3 separate regions of the Zea mays genome follow, and regions 2 and 3 are each linked to region 1. A link is a contact called in public Hi-C data. All regions are on one chromosome and are shown on one strand. The core of a region is the stretch at or near the end of the contact, and the rest is flanking DNA. Distances in the headings are between cores, read along the strand shown.

The links. Hi-C and Micro-C count contacts between places; a contact is called where the count stands out from the background.
Region 2: a contact with region 1 is called in a Hi-C map of ear, with 2.4 times the contacts expected there. The contact joins the enhancer-like site here to the promoter of LOC100285454 in region 1. A contact is called at or near these places in 2 of 25 Hi-C or Micro-C datasets (ear and leaf).
Region 3: a contact with region 1 is called in a Hi-C map of tassel, with 2.5 times the contacts expected there. The contact joins the promoter of LOC100384380 here to the promoter of LOC100285454 in region 1. A contact is called at or near these places in 4 of 25 Hi-C or Micro-C datasets (ear, leaf, tassel and 1 more).

What each region holds. Positions count from the first base shown.
Region 1 is chr9:151,251,596-151,255,711 of Zm-B73-REFERENCE-NAM-5.0, reverse strand. It overlaps LOC100285454, which reads right to left and starts at 2,212. Exons shown (of 4, transcript NM_001158347.1): 1 at 1,670-2,212; 2 at 470-539. The coding sequence starts at 2,144.
Region 2 is chr9:151,050,139-151,054,254 of Zm-B73-REFERENCE-NAM-5.0, reverse strand. No RefSeq gene overlaps it. Among protein-coding and RNA genes, the nearest start is that of LOC111590197, 16 kb to the right of the region's middle. Within about 2 kb of position 2,029, at least 19 of the 20 cell types and tissues checked have an H3K27ac peak or open chromatin away from gene starts, as enhancers often do. A contact at or near this core is called in ear and leaf, where this site is marked.
Region 3 is chr9:151,106,576-151,110,691 of Zm-B73-REFERENCE-NAM-5.0, reverse strand. LOC100384380 reads left to right here and starts at 1,980. Exons shown (of 9, transcript NM_001362354.1): 1 at 1,980-2,440; 2 at 2,532-3,087; 3 at 3,688-3,770; 4 at 3,926-3,934; 5 at 4,023-4,111. The coding sequence starts at 2,128.

The DNA of each region.
Region 1 (4,116 bases), core at 963-3,462:
AGTAATTGGGCTTCCAGAACTAACACATTAACAGGCTAACTTCAGGACAAAATATTTATGTCACTTTGTTTTCATATCAGAAGTTTGAACCTGAATGGTTTCCATCCACTATTCTATTGCTATGTTAAAACAGCACAGAATATAGGAATGCTATTTGCATGCACAGCTGCTGTGTACAATGGTTCTAGAAGAATATCTTATATGCCAAAATTCAAGAGTGCCACAAATGTATAATACTTCCGTCGTACAAAGAATGTCATTCTGGCTATGGAACTAGACGAGTGGGGAAAAGGTAGTGCATCAGCAGGGTTAAATTCCTAATCAAGTAATCACCATATGTAAAAGAGGGGGGAAACACAAGATGCTCCCATTCTGGAACATAGCATGTGAAGCACTAGTGAACAATTTGACTTACTAATTTTTGGATGAACGAGAAAACCTTGAGTGTGATAGAAAAGAGTAAACATACCCATAACCAGGCAAATCCACAAGGTACCAACTCTTATTAACCAAAAAGTGATTGATTGTTTGGGTCTTCCCTGCAGAACATATGATGATGTTAGAACACATGACCATACATAAGAAAACAAGTTGCATTTTAAAATAAAGAAATAAGACATGCCAAGGTTGCCCTGGCAGAGTAAATTTATTAAGTTTGCTTAGACAACACTAAGAAGAAATTCATATTACAGCAACAGTTGATTCAAAGTTACCCAACACAAAATAAAGTCTAAAATTGAAGAGAAACACCCTAGCAAACAAATAAAATATGCTAATTGTAAATCAAATCACAGGTACTGAAGGATGTGCAAGGCCAATAGCTAGGATGATAGAAATATCAAAGGAGCCCTGTTTGTTTACCCTCTAGATTATATAATCCAGCTTAAATAAGTTAAGAGGCAAACAATCAGCACAGATTATTGGAGTGGATTATATAATTTAGGTATCTAGATTATGATAATCCATAAGCAGACCATTAGGTGCTTATTTTTTTATTACTGTTTGGCTTTTTACCCACTAATAATTTGTGTAAATAAACATCTATAATAGGATTATATAAACTGGATTATGTAATCTAGATTATATAATCGGATAATCCAGATTATATAATCTATATAAAATAAGCTGGATTATATAATCCTGCAAGGAAACAAACATGCCCACAATAATAAAATCTTGGACCATGGCTGCTAAAATTGAATTCGACAGTTCCATAACTGGTACCACGACAACCAGAATGGCAGTGGGTTTGATTTGTGGAAATGTGTTACCTGCTTGTCAATTCTAAATCCCTACTGCCAATGGCCTATCCATCCAATACAATTGCCACGCTGGGCACTATGAATTCATTTAAATTCCAAATTCTACTTTTGAATTTATATATTTCCTAGCTGGGATTTATTCTCCCAGTGCCCACTGGAAAACCTGACTACCGCTGGGATCTGTAAAGACTGTGACCCTAACCAGAATATCCCCTCACGCCCCAGAACCAAGGTGGAGGGGAATTACATAATGCGATCTAGAGCGCCATTACGACATTACAGTGACATAAAAGTCTCTGATAAGCTAATTAAAGGTCAAACAGGGAGAAGATATCGATAAACTAAGAGCACTTCGAACTTTCGAAGGAATCAGAAGATAAAGCTTAAATATTGTTCTTTGGTATCACCAGGCTTTTTGGAAGTGAGCGCGGCTTCCTTGCGGCGGGTGAGGGCGTTGATGAGCGAGGACTTGCCAACGTTGGACCGGCCAAGGACGGCGAACTCGGGCCGGTCGTCATTGGGGCAGTCCCGTGCGCGCGCGCTGCTCTTGACGAACTCAGCACCCTTCACCCTCGCGTCCCCTGCGTAGGGACCGACCACGATGTTCGACCCCGGTATGACCATGTCCGCGGGCACCAACGCATCCCGCTCCACCCCGGGCGGCAGAAACAGCGCCGTCTTCACGATCCCCATAGGTGGCGACCCGGCCTTCCTGGGGTTCTTGCGCGTGGCCGCCGGAACCGGCGCTGACGCTGCATCCTTCGGGGAGGCTGTTCCCGCCTCTGCAGAAGCTGAAAGCGTGCGACGGGAGGGGACACAGGCACGGGTGAGCGGCGGCGGCACGACGGCTCGGAAGAAGGAGGGGCGCGGGCGGAGGAGCATAGCAGCTGGAGCGTGCGCAGGGGCGTTCGACGGAGTGGCGGATGAGGACTGAGGATGCGCGGGTGGCTGCGGGCTGCGGGCTCTGCTGTTGCATTAGGTGTTCGGACTCTGGTGTTGCGTTAGGTGTTCGGTAGATTGGGCCCAGCGGTGGGAGAAATAAGGGCTCTGCTGTTGCCTTAGGTATTCGGGAGATTGGGCCCAACGGTAGAAGTAGTTGGGCCATTTCGGCTTGCGGGACGTGTTTCCACGGGGAAAATGTATTTGAACTAGCCTGTCCCCGTGTGGCGACGTAGACATGTCAAAAGGAAGAGAATAGTTTTGCTATTTTTAGGGCTAGTTTGGAAATTTAAACCCCTTCTAGATTTATGGATGTTAAGAAAAAATGAGATAATTCCCACTTAATCCACGATAATCCTGAAGAGAATTTAAATTTCCAAACTAGCCTTTACACTAGCAGAGCTTTCTTTTCAAAAGAAATAACATAGCAGAACTCTAGGAGACTCAGCTTGAAGGGCTATTAGTTTAGAGTTAGTATGGGCTATTAATTTAAGGATCGAATTATATTAGGACCAGGCTATATTTCTATTCAATTTTGAACTAAAATTTATTAAGGGTCCTAATGTATTGTGAAGAAATATTTGGATCGTGATCCAACCCCTAGGTAGACGGGCTCTCCTGATTAGGCTATTCTCAATATGAATTTTGTAGCACGCTTCCAACACTACCACATCATCAAAGATGTTACGAACTATGAATAAAATAATGTCTCTCAATGCAATCTTTCACTTCACTATAGACTAACATACCTATTAAATGTTGCAATTCAATAGCCAACAAAAGTTAGTAAAATATGTGGAGGTGAAACAAATCACCCTCAGGGCTCCTTTGGATGAATCAATCCCTGCAAGGATCCCAGTCCAATCCGCGTGAGGAATAAGGCTCGCGTCTTCTCTTCCCCATGTATATCGGGCTCCTGTTTGGATGAGGCACGAGCCAAAATGTCATGGGCCTTTTTATTCCTAACCTTATAGATTCATGGGGAAGTAAAAAAAACTAGTCCTCACTCGTGTTTCTCGTTCCGTTCCCGTGGTGGCTCTCGGTCTCTCATCTCGTCCGTCACTCCCGCAGTCCAGCAGCACCTATGGCGGCGAGAGTTTGCGTCGGCGACTGAGATCCATTGCTGCTCACGCGCCCACGCTCCATTGCCTCCATCCCCACTCGCCCAGGCTCCATCGCCTCCATCCCCACTCGCTCAGGCATCTCGGCACCCCTCTCCACCGCCGGGACGTGTCGGCAGTGGACCCGGAGCCGGTGACGCGGTCTACAGCTACAAAGGAGAGAGGTAAGAGGAAGATCTGTTGTCGTTGCCTATTCTCTGATTGTTGTTGCCTATTCTCTAATATTATCTCTGCCCAGCGAGCGGCGAGCCGCACCTCGGTCGACCTCTTTGTACACTTTGCATTTTTTGCAATTCTTGTGCATAAAGAAAATGTTTTAGGGAGCACTTGCTCACTTAATCGTCCCAATAATACAGTTTGCCAATGCAGTATAAGTTTTATTTTGAATCATCAGCTAGAAAGAAAACTCTAGCTGATTCCCATAGGAACTATTCATCGTGCAATTTCCCTTTGTTCACGTCAGAATTTTTAGGCCTGTGTCTCGCCAATCCTTCTTTGTTGGCTTAATTCTGATTGGCTGGTGTGCGAGATGCTTTTGGTCTGAAAGTATCTAGCGACTAAAAACGAGGGGTAAAACAAATCTCCAGGAGCTCAGCGATGAAAGGACTAAGAAATTTCAATTGAAAACCTTATAGATGGGCCATAAAAACCACCAGAATGTTAAATGCCAATTGTCTGCAAAATGTACCTCTTCTCATGCCAAACAAATTACTAGTTGGATACCTCTTATTTTGATTGTACCTAAGGACAACCCCATGCAATGAAATGTTTTAGGCATTTCAAAACATCATCTG
Region 2 (4,116 bases), core at 780-3,279, 200 kb after region 1:
TGCATATGCATTGGGCCTAGAGTGGACATAATGAACCCTTTAAAAATTGTTGTAAAAATGTTAAGTCACCTACACCAGTGCTCGACATATGGATGAAAATAAAAACAATAATTGTTGAATTTTCGGAATCGTTTTGATTTCTTAACGAGTTTTCAGTCTAAACAAAAGGATAACAGATAACGATTATTGGCAATTCAAAATTAGTATTGGTAAAAAACGAAAAAAAATGATATGCATTTCTTTCAATCGTTTCCGAAAACTTTTTGTATTTTTCAATAATTTATGTTCCATAGTTTATTAGATAATTTCAATTTGAGCATAGACACTCAATTTCTTAGGCAACCCAACCATGTAAATTTCTTAGGCAGCCCAACCATGTAGGCCCATCCAAACCCCATTGAGTAAACCTTAATCCCTAAGTGGGCCTCCGTCAATCTTAGTCCTTCCTCATGTGCCGCAGAACCACAAAAAGAGGCAAGCCACATTCCACCGCACGCTTCCTCTTCCTCACTTCGCACACCGTCACATGCGGAGCCACGAATGAGTTGGCACCGTGAGCCCAAGACACATGCCGCCTCCAACGACCTCACCACCTTAGCGCCTCCTCACTCCTATAGTCCTCATGCATCCTAGCTCTTGCTCCCTCTCCCAACGACGCCTCTCTACTGCTCACTTGCGATGTGTTGCCCTCGTCCACCCCCTCTTTTAGTGAGGACCAAGGGCAATTGAGGCATCTAGTGAACAACATCAGGTCCACATGTCATCAACTCCCGCGCTTAGGCCTCGACGATGGCCGCAATGGCGACTGTAGCAGTCATGGTCTCCTTTATCTCTGGTAAGCATCTCTAGTGGTAATGGCATCAACATCATGATTGGGGAACTCAGAAACAGATTATCAATTTCTTCCTTGTTGATGGGCGACATACATGTGAGAGGTTGCCTTGTATAGTGAGTTCTTACCTTTTGAAATCACAACATTAATTGTGAACATTACTATCGGCTAAACTAATTCTCATCGGTATTTGCATAAACCGACGGAAATTATTTAACTCCCGTCGGTTCAAAACCAGTCGAAGGAAATTACGGTAACCCACTTCGATCAATATGGCGGCCTAAAAAATTAATTAATTCTCATGGGTCATTGTGTTTTCTTACACCTTTTCAGGCTTTTCCTGACTCTGACATTGTCTGTCCGATTGCAAAACCAGTCGAAGATACCAAATAAACCTGACCTAATTGAGCCGATGTTTGCCATGCGCGGACAGCCACGCTAGGAGCCACTTTTATTTCGTGGGAGCAGCCACGAGCATTGGCTTGCGTCATAAGCAGCAGAGCTCACCGCAAACACCCCGCGTTGCATCCGGGGGCGCAGCCAGATCGCTGGGCAAGGTCGCAAATGCGCCCCTAGTACATACATGATTGAACGCGCCACTGGAAGCGGCCCCCCCAGGAGGCCAGGACGTTGCCCCTGTGCAATGCGGCTGCCGTGCTGGAGCATTGATGCGCCCATCGGCCAGTGATTTGCCGGCACAGGAAACCGGAAGCGACGGTTTGACCCTCAACATTGGCGGCATACGCCAAGGGTTATGCATGCACATTGCACAGTGCTGCAGCCGCCGGCCGGGGCGCCTAGCCGCCTGCCACCGCGCGGGAGCGAGCCCTTGCCCCTTCGCTGTTGCCTCTCTCCTCTCCAGATTCGACAACACGTGCCGCGGGACCGCTGTTCCAGCTAGAGCTAGCGAGCGTAGCGAAGCAAGCTAATTCCCCATAGGCCATAGAGTCGCCGCTTTGCTCGACTGCCCGTGCTCGGTGCTGGCTCAGTCCCATGTGCCCGCCGGAACTGGCCCGCCGGAGGCAGAGCCCGTCAGGCGGGCGCGTTGAATGAAGCCGTAAGCCGAGGTGGCGCGCACGGCATGCAAGCGGTAGGTCCGCAGGGATCTCATTCCCCGTGTCACCCACCGTGTGTGGCATCTCAGGCTCAGGCGCTCAGCTAGTGGGGACTGACGTGCATGTGGATGGTGAGCGAGCCGCGACTCCGCGTGCGTCAGTGCGCCGGCGTCTGAGGACAGCGTGCGTGAGCCTGTGTGACGCGCCGTGGGGAACGTGCTGCGCTCGTTTCTGCCGTCTGCCGCCCGCGCGCTCGGCGACGCGCGGGAAGCGACAAGGGCGGCATGGGCTGCTGCATGCGGAACGGGGTGGCAGGGGGAAGCCTGCTCCGCCATCGGCAGCAGACAGGCGGTCGATCGGCAGCGCGTGCTGTGTCGTCTTGTGCCTTCCGCCTGCGTTTCCGCCGGCCGCTGCGCACCACCTGCCCCTGCCTGCGTCTCTTGTTTTCTTTTGGAAAGAAAAACCGTAGCGCTGTCGTCGTGTCTCAGTCTGCTGCGTGCTCTGTAGTCTGTAGTACCCATGCATGCATTCTACTACTACGTCGTACAGTTCACACATGCATCGTCACTACTTTGCGCGACACCGTACCTCGACCGCGGTCCGCCGCAGAGGCTAGCTGCTGCCGACGCAACCGTCCGACGGCCGAGACCGATGAGTGCTAGTAGATGAGATGAATTGAAGAAGCTGAGGGACAAGATCGATCCAGACGTAGAGTATTCTTAAGCTTCATCATCGAAAGAAGCTAGTGCTAGACGATCACGTACGCTGTTTCGTACTCAATCAAGTTCGCATATATTACGCGCGCACGCAGCCGGCAGCCCACTGCTGTTTTTGCAGGATCACTGTTCACTGGAGGAGGCACCGATCAGGAACGAGTACATAGCACTGCAATCTAAGCTACCGGTACTGCTATTTGCAGTCGCAGGCTTGGAGCCCGGTCGGCCGGTCGGTCGGTCTCGGTCAACTGGACTGCTTGCTTTGATCGGACCTGCTCGGCTCGGGAAAACCGAGGTTCATGTTCGCCGTATGCCCGTATCCCTCACTCTCACTGTGCTGTGCCTCGCATCAGTTATCACCATACGTCACGTCACGTCTGTCAATGCTCTCCTCACGCCTCTGGGCTCCGCTCCGGACAAGCACCAGTTCGGTGACAAGCATCTGTCGTTCTCATTCAGGTACTTGAACTCTCTTTGTGCCTGCTCGGCCAGCAAGTTTGTTCCCTCCACAGTTTCTGCTCGTGCAACCGTAGCCACCGTGCCAATAGTCCAATAGTAAGTGCGAAAATTTGAGAGGAATTAGGCTGCGTTTGGTTCCGTATGGATTCTTGTTATCAAATACTCTCTCCGTCCTAAAATAATCCGTTTCAGTTTTTTTTTTGTCACGTTCAATCGACACGTATTATTCATTTCTTGTGAAAAAAGAAAAAAAATCAAAGCGATTATATGGTAAACAATATCACAACAAAAATTAAGAATGATTATAAAATTTTTGAATAAGACGAGGCGATCAAACTTAAAGTAAAAATGTCAAATAAATTATGAAATGGAATGGTGGGAGTAAATTTTATGTGATACATATCCAAATTTTTTGTTTTATTTGTCTTGGATAATGTGCCTTAAGAGAATTCCAATTATCAATCTTCTCTTACATTTTCTTGGATAGCGTGGCCTACATAGATTCTCAAAATCTGCCTCTTCCGAAACGCCGCCTTAGCAACAAATAGAAGAAAGACTTTAAATCTATATGTCTTCCCCTTTATAACTATATAGTTAAAGTACTATTTGAATTAAAATAATTCTTTTTAAAAGGAGATAACTAATGAATTCTGAATTTCAGAATTCCAAAAAGAGTGTCTTATTATTAAAGTAAGATATGTGAATGTAAATTATGTTTCGAAACATGTGGCTAATTATATATTAAAATAAAATAAAACATTTTTCATTACCATGCTGGAGTTTTATGCTGTGCATACTAACTGGAATAGAAAGCATTAAACTCAAATTGGGAGTTTGAATTTCATTTGGATTCGAAAACGGAAAACAAAATAGGAAAAAAAGGACATGAAACTAAATTAGAAAAAAAAGAGACCAGAGCTGGCCATGGGCCAAATTCCCTACTCCGGCCCATCTCTCTGCCCCTGCCTTCCCCCCTCTTCGGTCGCGTGGGCCGCATGCAGGCCCACTTCTCCATCTGACCTCGCTCGCGCGCTCCCTGTCACTGGCTTGTGTG
Region 3 (4,116 bases), core at 731-3,230, 140 kb after region 1:
TCTTTTCCTTTTGGCGCAGCCTATCCCTAGTCGGTCTCGGACTCTCGCCGTCGACGCATCGATATCAGCTGCAGTGTGCGCGGCGTCGTTTTCCAGCCCTTCTCTGAAACTGAAGCGATTGTTTTTTTTGGAGTAGCACTTGGGTTAAACATGGGGAGTAGTACTAGGGATTTAGGTTCGTTCGCATTTGCAACACTGCAGTGCGGCTGCAGAGACGGTACTGTTGCGAAATGACTGCCGCTAGCTTGCATAGATTGCAGCTGTCCTGCGCGAACAATGTTTTAGGTGTTGTGGACTCTCTTTCTCTCTCGTGTGGACAATTGTCAGTGTCCCCCACCAAAAACAAATCTTAGTTTCTAGAACTATGACAGTTAGTGCGCTAGGTAGAGGCTACATCTAGCAGATGCGCTTGTGCGCACCTGAGATTTCAGCCATCGGTGATAACCAAAACAAAAGTGGACCCACGCTCCGTGCGAGACAACCACCGCGGGAAGGTTTTGTCCCTGAACCGCGCAATAACCCCACAAGAAATTCACATGAATTGCTCGGGAGCTAGGGGCTGCGTCGGGTACCTAGGAACAGTGTACCCAAAATAAGGCCCATAAACTTTCTAGCCGACTAAAGTCTCCCTGTCAATCGGGACCCAAGGGGGGGAGCAACCGACCAGGTCTATGCCGAGCAAGTCTGTGAAGCGGAACAACCGAACAGGTCTCTATCGAGCAAGTCCGCGAGGCGGAGCGACCGACCAGGTCCCTACCGAACAAATTTGCGAGGCGGAGCGATCGGCCATGTCCCTACCGAGCAAGTTCGCGAGGTAGAGCGAGCGACCAGGTCCCTACCGAGCAAGCCCGCGAAATAGAGCGACCAATCATGTCCCCGCCAAGGAAAATCGCGAGGCGGACCGGCCAACCAGGTCCCTACCAAGGAAGGGAGTAAGATGGAAACCCAACCCCAAATAATCGCAAAGTCCACGCCTACAAAGGCAAGACATGACATCTCGAGCCATGACCAGTCATTCGAACGGTAGGCCGCAGGCACGACGAAGGCCGCTAATGACATGACCGCACCTCCCTGGGTACCAGAACACGCTCCCACAACCTTGTGGGACCTGACCCGACGACCCTAATCATAAAATACCTCAGCATCGGAGCTTCTATAGTGACCCAAATACATGGTAGTGCGCTACAGTTACACCATACTGGGTGTATGCCTACGCACGCCAATGAGTGGCGCAGGCACATGACAACAGGCAAGACCGTACGACGCGCGACCGCTCCATGTGACTGACCTGCGGGACCCCCCGCGCACTACCACGAGGATGTTGGCGGAAGACTGACAAAGGGAACCCGTACGACGAGCGGACGGAACGGTACATTATGATGGCCTGATGGGGTACAGCTATGCACAACCCCACGGATAATACGAGAGGAACCACGCTGCCCAAGGGCTACCGGTGGAGCTCCTCCCAGCAGAATACAAGTCCTCAATGTAGAGTCCATCCCTTAAACTATAAAGGAGAAGGACCTCTTCTTTTCTGAAGACATAAGCACACTAGCGGTAACACGTTTCAAAGCAATTTTACCAGTGATCCAAGCGTGAACCAGTATAACCACCGTCTCAAAATCTATCACTCTAGACCTGCGACTCACCATTCTAAGTGAGTCCATGTTAATCTCCCAGCGATCACAAATCTTAATGTCCCTATTTTCGAAACTACGATAGATATTTTCGCTCTTTAATATTGTAGTCTTAAATTGTAAGCTATTTTTATAGATAACTTTTGTTATGTATCTAGATTTATATTATATCTAAATACTTAATAATAAATTTATGTATCTAGAAAACCTAAAGCCACTTAAATTTGGAATGGGACGAGTGCTAGGTATAGATTATAGATATTGGAAATTGCATAAGGTATCAAGGTGGTATTTATATCCACCAACTTGCTACGGCCCTCTCATTCGTCTTGCTCGGTTTCACCGCCGGGCCTTCTCATCTGTTCACTTGGTACTTGGTAGCTCTCCCATTTGTAGTGGCAGCACTGGACTAGTCGTGTTCAAGCGCACCACAAAAGGAGAGCGAGCTCGAGAGTAACAAGGGCTTGCGTGTGCATGGTTGATAGGGGAAATGGCTAATGGCAGCAACTGGCTAGGCTTCTCCCTCTCCCCGCATACGGCCATGGAGGTGCCCTCCGTTTCTGAACCCGCTTCTACCCATCACGCTCCACCTCCACCTTCTTCCAGTACCACGATCTCCTCTTCCAGTACCAACAACACCATCAGTTCCAACTTCCTCTTCTCACCGATGGCCTCTCCCTATCCTGGTTACTACTGTGTGGGCGGCGCGTATGGCGATGGCACCAGTGCTGCCGGCGTCTACTACTCCCACTTGCCTGCTATGCCCAACAAGTCCGACGACGGCACCCTCTGCAACATGGAAGGTCTTTGCTGCCCTTCTCTCTCTCTCTCTCTGTCTCAATCGTATTCTCTCCACCTCTAACGTTACGGTCTTGTTGTCTTGTCATGAAACAGGCATGGTGCCGTCGTCCCCACCGAAGCTAGAGGACTTCTTGGGTGGTGGCAATGGCGGTGGGCAAGAAACGGCCACCTACTACAGCCACCAGCAGCAGGGCCAGGAAGAGGGGGCAAGCAGGGATTACCGCCAGTACCACTACCAACACCAGCAGCTCGTCCCCTACAACTTCCAGCCCCTGACGGAAGCAGAGATGCTCCAAGAAGGCGCAGCGCCAATGGAGGAGGCGATGGCGGCGGCCAAGAACTTCCTCCTGGCGAGCTACGGCGCTTGCTACAGCAACGAGGAGACGCGCCCTCTGAGCCTGTCGATGATGAGCCCCGGGACTCAGCTGAGCAGCTGCGTGAGCGCGGCCCCGCAGCAGCAGCACCAGATGGCCGCTACTGTAGCCACCGCTGCCACTGCGGCCGCAGCCCTGGGGCGCAGTAATGGCGATGGTGAGCAGTGCGTTGGGCGGAAGAGGAGCACCGGGAAGGGAGGCCACAAGCAGACCGTGCACCGCAAGTCCATCGACACGTTTGGGCAGAGAACCTCCCGGTATAGGGGCGTCACCAGGTAATCTGCTTACCAAGATTTTTCGCTTTTCCTTGTGTCATATCTCTTTGCTGCGCCTTTTGTTTCGTCAGTAGGATTCGTACGGTGGCATTGCTTAGTGCCTCTTTAGCTCTGAGAGCTAAGGTATGCAATGTAAGCTTTGCAACACTCTTCAGTACACTATGACGTTGCCTCCTCTGCGGTATTGATCATATGGTATTTGCACATTTTCTGAGCTAGCTTGCGAAAGTCATTTTACTCCTCGTTCCTAATTTGCTAGTTTCTTCCAGCATTGATGTGGCTGCGATGTAGAGAAAGTAGACGCTCTGCTGTTCCTGTTATCCAGTTGGCCAGCTACTCATGCTTGACGCCAAATCTTTTTAATGCCTGATCTTAGTAGAATATATACTCCGGCCAGTTCGATTAAAGCGTGGGGGGTCCTCGGATCCTTTATGGTGCCCCTGCAGTTGTACCTATCAATGAGACAACTATTCTCTTGTTATGGAGGAAACAAGTTGCTCTGTCTGTTAGGGCCAAACAGTTCAGACTGTTTGAACCGCGACTGTTTTATACTGAATGATGGAGGGTTTTGTTTGTGTTGGATTGGATTCACTGGAGCAGGCACAGGTGGACTGGGAGATACGAAGCCCACCTCTGGGACAACAGCTGCAGGAAGGATGGGCAGACTAGAAAAGGCAGACAAGGTTGATAGCTAACAAAACCCCAAAAAAAATTGATGCAGCAAGTCTTTACCCATCATCTTATACCTCCTTTTGGTTTTGTTTTGTTTATATATTTTTGAAATGGTGATTCTGGGGTTTGCCATGACTGAATGTGATTGGCTGCATGCGCCACACAGTATATCTAGGTAAGAAGAATCATTTATTTGGTCAGTTTCAAGCTGCGTCTAGCAGATCCGTAAACAGGAAAGGTTGTTTATTTCATCTGGTCATTAGGTGGTTACGACACCGAAGACAAGGCCGCGAGGGCTTATGATCTGGCTGCTCTGAAATACTGGGGTCCAGCTACTCACGTCAATTTCCCCGTAAG